3 separate regions of the Sus scrofa genome follow, and all the other regions are linked to region 1. Evidence: chromatin contacts called from public Hi-C data. All regions are on one chromosome and are shown on one strand. Each heading gives the region's core, a stretch centred on a gene start, on an enhancer-like site or on the middle of the called end of the contact. The rest is flanking DNA. Distances are from core to core; before and after follow the strand shown.

Evidence for each region. A called contact is a pair of places that touch in the nucleus more often than the background predicts.
Region 2: a contact with region 1 is called in a Hi-C map of omental adipose tissue, with 2.4 times the contacts expected there. The contact joins the enhancer-like site here to the promoter of VPS18 in region 1. A contact is called at or near these places in 1 of 5 promoter capture datasets (skeletal muscle), 17 of 47 Hi-C or Micro-C datasets (brain, embryonic fibroblasts, fetal heart ventricle and 9 more) and 2 of 2 datasets of contacts at active chromatin or transcription factors (alveolar macrophages and skeletal muscle).
Region 3: a contact with region 1 is called in a Hi-C map of liver, with 4 times the contacts expected there. The contact joins the promoter of DNAJC17 here to the promoter of VPS18 in region 1. A contact is called at or near these places in 1 of 5 promoter capture datasets (liver), 4 of 47 Hi-C or Micro-C datasets (heart right ventricle, liver and skeletal muscle) and 1 of 2 datasets of contacts at active chromatin or transcription factors (alveolar macrophages).

What each region holds. Positions count from the first base shown.
Region 1 is chr1:130,419,081-130,421,842 of Sscrofa11.1, forward strand. It overlaps VPS18 (vacuolar protein sorting-associated protein 18 homolog), which reads right to left and starts at 1,387. Exons shown (of 6, transcript XM_001929361.4): 1 at 1,310-1,387; 2 at 1-1,182. LOC106509024 (a long non-coding RNA gene) reads left to right here and starts at 108. Exons shown (of 2, transcript XR_001306223.2): 1 at 108-228.
Region 2 is chr1:130,303,557-130,306,318 of Sscrofa11.1, forward strand. INO80 (DNA helicase INO80) reads left to right here. Exons shown (of 36, transcript XM_003121588.5): 27 at 2,630-2,757. Among named protein-coding and RNA genes, the nearest start is that of CHAC1, 58 kb to the right of the region's middle. Within about 2 kb of position 1,400, at least 16 of the 83 cell types and tissues checked have an H3K27ac peak or open chromatin away from gene starts, as enhancers often do. A contact at or near this core is called in fetal skeletal muscle, liver and omental adipose tissue, where this site is marked.
Region 3 is chr1:130,515,370-130,518,131 of Sscrofa11.1, forward strand. It overlaps DNAJC17 (dnaJ homolog subfamily C member 17), which reads left to right and starts at 1,356. Exons shown (of 11, transcript XM_001929383.4): 1 at 1,356-1,546. The coding sequence starts at 1,469. It overlaps ZFYVE19 (abscission/NoCut checkpoint regulator), which reads right to left and starts at 2,574. Exons shown (of 12, transcript XM_001929402.5): 1 at 1,494-2,574; 2 at 1,042-1,118. The coding sequence starts at 1,095.

The DNA.
Region 1 (2,762 bases), core at 137-2,636:
AGGAGAACCTCCTCAATCTAATTGCCGTCTTGACCCTACCTTCACAAGGCACAGGCAAACACTCCTGGCTTCTCCCACATCCAGGGACCCACCGGCTTCCAGAAAGTGGCAGAGCTGGTGGTCCGGCTCGCAGGAAGCCATGTGCTACCTAACCTGCTCCGTAGTGGCTCCTTGGTGTCAGAGGAGACAAGAGGAGCAACAGAGAAGACGAAGAAGCACTGCTAAGAGGTAGTGGGCCGCTTCCATTCACTCATTTAACAAAAAGGTGTTGAGCCCTTACTCTATGCCTGGCCTTGGGCTAGGTGCTGGGGTTACTTAGGTAAGTACAACACCGTCCTTGAAGGTCATAATCCAGCGGGGGCGATGGGTCAGTAAATAGATAATTAATACCAGAAAAGCGATTGATGATTTGTTCGAAGCTCAGTCGTTCTCACGTGAGCAGACACACACTCTGTCAGACACTGTTCCAGGCTGGGGCGGCACCATAGAGAACAGAACAGATAAAAAATGCCCTTCGCTCCTGACGTGTAGCCAGGTACGTGGTCACAGTGCTATGGCAGCACGAAGGAGCAGGGAACAAATACCTGAAAAGCAGGCAGGAATGAGGGACAAGTGACTTTGGAGGTAGGTGAGGAGTCCAGAGCAGCAGAACAGCGAAGGTTCGGATGCTACTGCCACTGGGTTTCTCTCTTCCATTTGCCTAGGCGACCCATACTGCAGTCTTTTCTCTCCTGGGGCTCATTGACTTTGCTACCTTGCTAAAGTGGAAGGCTCTTGACCAGCGTCACCCTTTCCTGGTTTTAATCGGTAGTCCCCAGTTATGACTAAGAGCGCCCCCTTTACCCTCAAAAGAGCCCAGGTGCGCACCATGCATTGTGTGGAGAGTCCACACTTGCTGAATTTCCCTGACAGGCCTAGAGAGTGAACCCTCACCAGCCCTTGCCGAAGGCTCTCTGGGCCTGGACTGCCCCTCCCACCGCCCGTCTGATTTGCGGTAAAACATAACTTCCCTCTGGCCGGGTCTTGCTTCTCCCGCCGTCTATGCCGCCAGGGGCGCTGCGCTCAGGTTAGGTCCCTGGAGGGAAGGTGCCGAGCTGGGAGGTAGGCAGGTCTCTGGCCTGGGAAAAGTAATCCCAGCCAGGGAACTGCCCTGCCCTTACTTAAAACTCCATCTCAGATCACCTGCATTAGGGAAACACAAATAGGTCCAGACAAAGGTCAAATAACCAGAAAAGGTACATTTACAGTGTGCTGACGATGTGCCAAGCACCATGCTAAGTTTCTAATATTTAATGTTATTTCAGCTTACCCTCGCACTAATGCTAAGAAGTAGGCACTGCTCCTTTCCCCACATTACAAAAGCAGAAACTGAAATTCGACCTGGTGGAGCAATTTGTCCAAGGTCACGTGGCCAGGAAGTGGAGGAAGCCAGGAGGCAATATTCAAATCCAAACAAACGCTGAAGAGTGGATAGTGAAACACACTGTTCACGCCCCCAGTGCAAGCAAGAGAAGAGGGCTACAGCTGCATCCTTAGGTCAGGTCTGGACGCTGCAGAGCAAGTATCCTCCCTGCGTGGAGCTGTTTAGCACAGAAGGGGTGTCTCAGGAACTCAGAATCTTTCCAGTCACCTCCTCACTGTCCCCAGAGCCTCCCTCCTGGTTCCACTGCTCTCTGGGATATATGGGATGGGGCCTAAGTGGGCTTGCCTGCTGCAGATTCAGTTCATACTCCCTGTTGGTTGATTACAGCAGTTTTCCCCCATATCCTCCTTCTTCAATGTTAGGCCAGTCTTTGAAGTAAGAGTCAGAGGCCAGCCTTTTTTTTTTTTTTTTTAATCTTTTTAGGGCCACATTCACGGCATATAGAGGTTCTCAGGCTAGGGGTCAAGTCGGAGCTGTAGCTGCCAGCCTATGCCTCAACCACAACCAAAGCAACACCAGATCTGAGCCGCATCTGCGATCTACACCACAGTTCACAGCTATGCCTGACCCTTAACCTACTGAAGCCAGGGCTGAACCTGTGTCCTCATGGATACTAGTCAGATTTATTTCTGCTGAGCCATGATAGGAACTCCCAGAGACCAGCCTTTACTCCTGCCCAGCCACTCACTAGCTGTGACACTGTGTATATATATATATATATTTTTTTTTTTGGTCTTTTTGTCTTTGTTGTTGTTGTTGTTGTTGCTATTTCTTGGGCCGCTCCCGCAGCATATGGAGGTTCCCAGGCTAGGGGTCGAATCGGAGCTGTAGCCACCGGCCTACGCCAGAGCCACAGCAACTCGGGATCCGAGCTGCGTCTGCAACCTACACCACAGCTCACGGCAACGCCAGATCATTAACCCACTGAGCAAGGGCAGGGACCGAACCCGCAACCTCATGGTTCCTAGTCGGATTCGTTAACCACTGCGCCACAACAGGAACTCCGACACTGTGTATATTTGATGCTGTTAGCTTTGGTCTCCTCATCTAAAGAAATAGATATAATGATACTTATCTCTTAGGTCTGTGTTGAAGAGTAAATGAGGTGATCTAGGTGAAAGCTCATTGTAATAACATGTGCTCAGTAAACTCTAAATATGGTTTTAATCTGACAGTCACTCTCAAGTCCACCTCTTCCATGAAGACTCCCTGGACCACAACTTCTCTCTCAGAAATGCTGTGGCTTATCTTGTATTGATCACTTACTGGCACTTACATATGAAGTGTGGGCATTTTGCTTTGATATGACAGAAGCTGACTGTGAGGATAACTCAAACAC
Region 2 (2,762 bases), core at 150-2,649, 120 kb before region 1:
CCAGGAATAGGTTTGACTTGGCAGAACCAGCCTGATTTCTAGGGAATTGTGCTCTTCTTGGCTCTGCGCCCTGCTTAGCAACAGGTGGTGCTCTTGTCCAGTGCAGCTTTGGTAGTGCTTAAAAATTGTGTATGGATGCCAGCCCGGAGGTACCAGTGTGTGCAGTGAAAGAAACCTCTTTTTTCTGCTTAAGTGTTTTAAGGCTGTTGCTGAAGTCACTATCTTCTTCACTTCCTTTAGGGACATCCAGAGATATCCAGTCCATCCACTTTCACCACCACACCTACACAATAATAAGCTAAAACAGTGTTAGTGCAACTTCTTGCTGCTTTTAGGCACATCAGAGTTCTCCTCTTCTAAGTGTGCATACATCTTGACTGCAGGGGGCACACCTGCGGCATATGGAGATTCCCAGGCTAGGTGTTGAATGGGAGCTACAGCTGCTGGCCTCCACCACGCCACAGCAACATGGGATATGAGCCGCGTCTGCAACCTGCACCACAGCTCACAGCAATGCCGGATCCTTAACCCACTGCGTGAGGCCAGGGATTGAACCTGCATCCTCATGGATACCAGTCAGGTTTGTTTCCACTGAGCTACAGTGGGAACTCCCAAATTGTACATACATCTTCATTTCTTGAGTTTTCCTGATCCTAGCATCAGTTTATTCTGCTTAGCAAAGAGAAGTAGATGTGGGAAGCAGGAATGTGTGAAAACCATTGAATCATGATTTTGAGGTGAATTGAAGCCTCTCAAAATTCAGGCACAAGACAGATTTGTATATGCTTAAATATTTGTATTGAGGGAGCAAATGGAGAGAGTAGATAAGCAGGCTACAGAAATCTGATGAGCTTAGCTTGCCCACTCTCACTCAGTGACTGAAAAATATGAGTCTTTTTTTTTCACCTTCCTGTGCTTTTCATGAAGAAAAAAAAACAACTTATTGTCTAATGCTGATTAGTACTTTTGTGGGGATGTTTAGGAGCTATCAGAATTGGAGGACCCCAGGGAACCCAATTAAAGGAGAAAGGTAATTGTGACAAGAAGAAACCCTTGAAGTTGTTATGAAAGCATTGCTGCCTGATCAGACTGGGAATTTATACAGGCCTCCTTGACTGGTGCCAGCAAAAGGGCTTAGCAATTGGTTCTGTCCCAGCTGCAGTCATTTGATTGTGTCGGTAGGAGACCAACAAAAAGGAGAGCATTTCAAATCTAAACAGGACCAAACAAAGAGGCTGAACAAAGGTGTGTGCCATAGCGTCAGGGGAGGGGGTGGCAGAGGGAGAAATGTGGCCTGGCAGCGTTCCGAAGGTGGGAAAAGGCAGGCTGCGGTGCAGAGGAGTAAACATCCAGGACCTGTGGCTTTGTAGCAAAAACAGAGTAGCTGATGATTTGTTGTGGTGCTGTCAGCACATCCGTTCTTGTTCGGTTTATACAATTAATTGTGTACTTGGCAGATAGTGACGAGAACAGAGAAATGGCCGTTAAACTCTTGGATTGCTCTCAACAGTCAGTTTCCATAGTCTGGAGGAAAAACTATGGGTTCAAACCCAGAAACTACGGGTAGATGGTATATTTTTCTTAATGGTTTCTTTTTTTACTTTTAGGGGTTAGTTGTCTGTGTAATATCTCTAGCCTTTCCGTCTCCCTCTTTGCGTCTGATATCAAATGTGCTCTTACATCTCCCAGCCCCTTAAGTTTCATCTCTTCCTCTTAATAGCAGCAATTGTTCAGGGCATGTTTATGGACCAATCTGCAAACAGGAAACTCTACTTCCTGAAATGTGATGGGAGTTGAATGATACTGAATGGATAAGATGAAAATTTGTGAGTTAAGTGTTCTTTAAAGATCTCTGGCTGAAATGCCTTTTTTTTTTTTTTTTTTTCCTTAATGGGAAGAGGAAGGAGAAAGCACAAGTTAGTGAGTGAAAGCAGCTTCCATTTCACAGAAACCCCAAGTCAGTCTTGCTGAAAAGCTAAGTAAGTTCTAGTGTCTTTATTAATGACTAATGACATTTACCAGTCAACCTATTTGAAATCATCTAAGAGAAGGAGTTTTGGTTTTGGGGGTTTTTTTGGTTTTTGTTTTTTGGGGATTTTTTTGTTGTTTTATTTGTTGTTGTTGTTGTTGTTTTGTTAAGTTCACTTCTTGGTGTTTAAGTGTCTCCAGAGACAGACAAGAAGGAGCCCTTATATCTTTGCATTCTCATGCCTTCCGGAGGTAACCATTTAGCCACAGAACTAGCAGAAATGGATATCTAGAGATAGGATGAAGAAAGAAAAAACACATTTCTCAGGTCACTTTCAGCACAGACATTACTCTCAGATGTCCACATGTATCTGCTATCTCTTGAATAAGAATGTGAATCAGGACAGCTTTCTGATGCCTTAGCAGCAGCTGTCTGACTGGAAACTGTCAGTTGGGAGGGAACCTACACATCCTTCTTTCAGGATTTTTCTTCCCAGAGCACTACTGGATATGATTTTGCATTCTTCCCTAGAGTACTTTCCTGCTCTCATGATGATAAGCATCCTGGTTGTAGTAGTTTTGGCTGCATACAGCTTTGCAGTGAGTGATTTTGCTGCTTCAATTAAATAGTTTCCCGCTTCCCCTCTTTTCTTCTCCCTAGGCAAGGAGAGCCTCATCACTGACAGTGGGAAGCTGTATGCCCTTGATGTCCTGCTGACTCGGCTCAAGTCTCAAGGACATAGGGTCCTTATCTACTCCCAGATGACCAGGATGATAGACCTGCTGGAGGTAGG
Region 3 (2,762 bases), core at 106-2,605, 96 kb after region 1:
CAGGTAAAGCTTCATGCAAAATTCTCATGCTTTCTCCTCTAATTCCCTGACATTGGGGTGCAGAAGACAAACAGGCAAAAGACCATGCTTCAGGTCACTGACTCTTCAGCAAAGGAGCAATAAAGTGCAGAGTCCATGCCTTCTCTGCTCTAGCAGAGATGGAGGGCGGCTTGACTAGGATGGGATGGTAACAAAAGCCTCCATTATTAAGCACCTATTGTGTGCCAGGCTCTAAGCTCAGTACTCAACGTTCATCACATAATTTAATTCTGACAATTTACACACACTATCTTACTTAATCCTGATGATCACCATTCTTATTCTATTGGGATAATAGGAAGGGATCAGCAAAGTTACATGACTTGTCCAAAGCAAGTTCACCCCATGAATGACAGCAGAGCTCAAATTTGAATTCTGATCACTTTGACTCCAAAACCCAGGTTTCTGAGGGCCACACGGATCTACTTCACCACCTGCTATTCATTCATCCTATCTGGTCGCAATGGAGGCAGAGAAAGCCTGCAGTTTACCAGAGGAACTTGACAGGTCAGTGCTGAGGACAAGTGAGATTCTGCCATGGTGCCCTGGGGGCAGAAGATAAGGTGGTAATCTAACTCAAGAAAGCAGGGAAGGCTGCTTGATGGTGAAGGTTTCAGAGCAGAGAAAAAAAACGGGCATGGTGTGATGGAGAGGTCAGTCACAGAGCATTAACTAAAGTCCAGGCTTCAGATGGGTAGGCTAGAGAGAAGGAAACAGCTGAACCCTACACTTGGTGGACAGAAAAACCTAGCTTTCCAAAAATGACAGGGGTTCGCTTCACAGTTTACAAAGAACTATCACCTCCTGGACCTCACTGGACCCTCGCATCAACCCCAACGGAGTGTTAACTTCATTCTACAGAAACGGAAACTGAAGCTGAGTGGCTTCATCAAAATCAGACAGGTGGAAATTTTCCGTAAAACCAAGAATGCAAGTCCTATGCATTTCCCTCCTCTCTGCGTCCTCCTTGGCCCTCTAGACCCCCGGGGAGAGAAGACTCGCCTCCTTTTTGAAGATGGTGAACTTGACAGCGCAGCCGTAGCACCTACTCTCCATCCTGGTTCCCGGCGTAACAGGGTCTGCAGAGTTGATTTCTTGTGAGTCAGGTCCAGAAGCCCTAGGACCTTCGCCCAGCCCCGCCCCTGCTTCCCCACGCCCACTTGCGCGCGAGAGCCAAGGCCTCGGAGCAAGGAATTACGACAGTCACCCCTGCGGGAGAGCAGTAGTGGCGTGCGCGGACGCTGCTGGGAGTCGTAGTTCTTTCACCCCTGCCAACTTCTCTCAGAGGCAGTCAAGCCTGGCTGGCCCAGATCACGACATTTCCCAGGGGGCTAAGCGCCATTCAGCTGGCTTGGGATCCAACTGTCCCCGGTCCCGACACGCTTAGACTCCTGGGAGTTGTAGTACTAATCCAGTCAGGATTGGAACCATGGCGGTGACCAAAGAGCTCTTACAGATGGATCTGTACGCGCTGCTAGGTATCGGGGAGAAGGCGGCGGACAAAGAGGTGAGAACTGGAGCGAGGAGGGCCGTTCCCGAGCGACCTGGCGACTCTTCCGGTCTTGGCCTCTCTCCCGAGGCTGGCACCACCAGCTTTCCAGGTTCGACCCGGCCCTGGGTGTTTGGCAACGAGGGGTCGGCCCGACGGCCTCAGAAGCGGGTTCCGAGACCTTTCCTAGTGGTCTGAGGACTTCATGAGGAAGAGAGAGCACAGGAAGGAGGTTCTTTGAGTGGAGTACGGTACTGACGTCTCCCCGTGGCCCTTGTCTAAAGGAGGCGGCATAGCCAGCCAGGCGGGCAATCTTTGCTTCCTCACTGCGCCTGCGCAATGTCAGCTTCTGATTCTGCTACACTGTGCAGACGTGAGTCATTCATTCTCTCCAGCAGGTTGATTTAACTTCGCTTAGAGCCTAGGAGAGGACAGGTCTTAAGGCTTCTCCATTCCCTCTTCATCCCCTCCTTGGCAGTGTGACCTATGACTCTGCCATCTCTGTTTTCTTTTACACCCCAGCCCATTGACTCTTCAAGTAGCAGTTGCTCAGGTGTTGTCCTCTCAGCATGTTCTAATGGGTCAAAAGCAGGATCAGAAGGGTAAGGCAAATGGCCTGGAATTCCACAGGAAGGTGTTGATAAATGCGCGAGAGGAGTTCCCACTGTGGCACAGTGGGTTGAGAATGCCACTGCAGCGGCTCAGGTCGCTGTGGAGGTACGGGTTTGCCTCCAGGCCAGGCACAATGGGATAAAGGATCTGGCGTTGCTGCAGCTGCCCTGGGAGGAACTTCCATATGCTGTGAGTGCAGCCATTAAAAATTAAAATAGGGGAGTTCCCGTGGTGCCTTAGCGGAAACGAATCTAACTAGCATCCATGAGGACGCAGGTTTGATCCCTGGCCTCGCTCAGTGGCTTAAGGATCTGGCGTTGCTGTGGGCTGTGGTATAGTTCACAGATGCAGCTTGGATCTGGCGTTGCTGAGGCTGTGGCATGGACCCCTAGCCTGGGAAATTCTATATGTCATGGGTGTGGCCCTAAAAAAAAAAAAAAGATTAAAAAAGGAAATTTCCATTGTGGCTCAGCAAGTTATGAACCCGAATAGTATCCATGAGAATGAGGGTTGATCCCTGCCTTCCCTCAGCGGATTATGGATCTGGCGTTGCCATGAGCTGTGGTGTAGGTAGCAGGTGCAGCTTAGATTCTGCATTGCTGTTGCTATGGTGTAGGCCAGC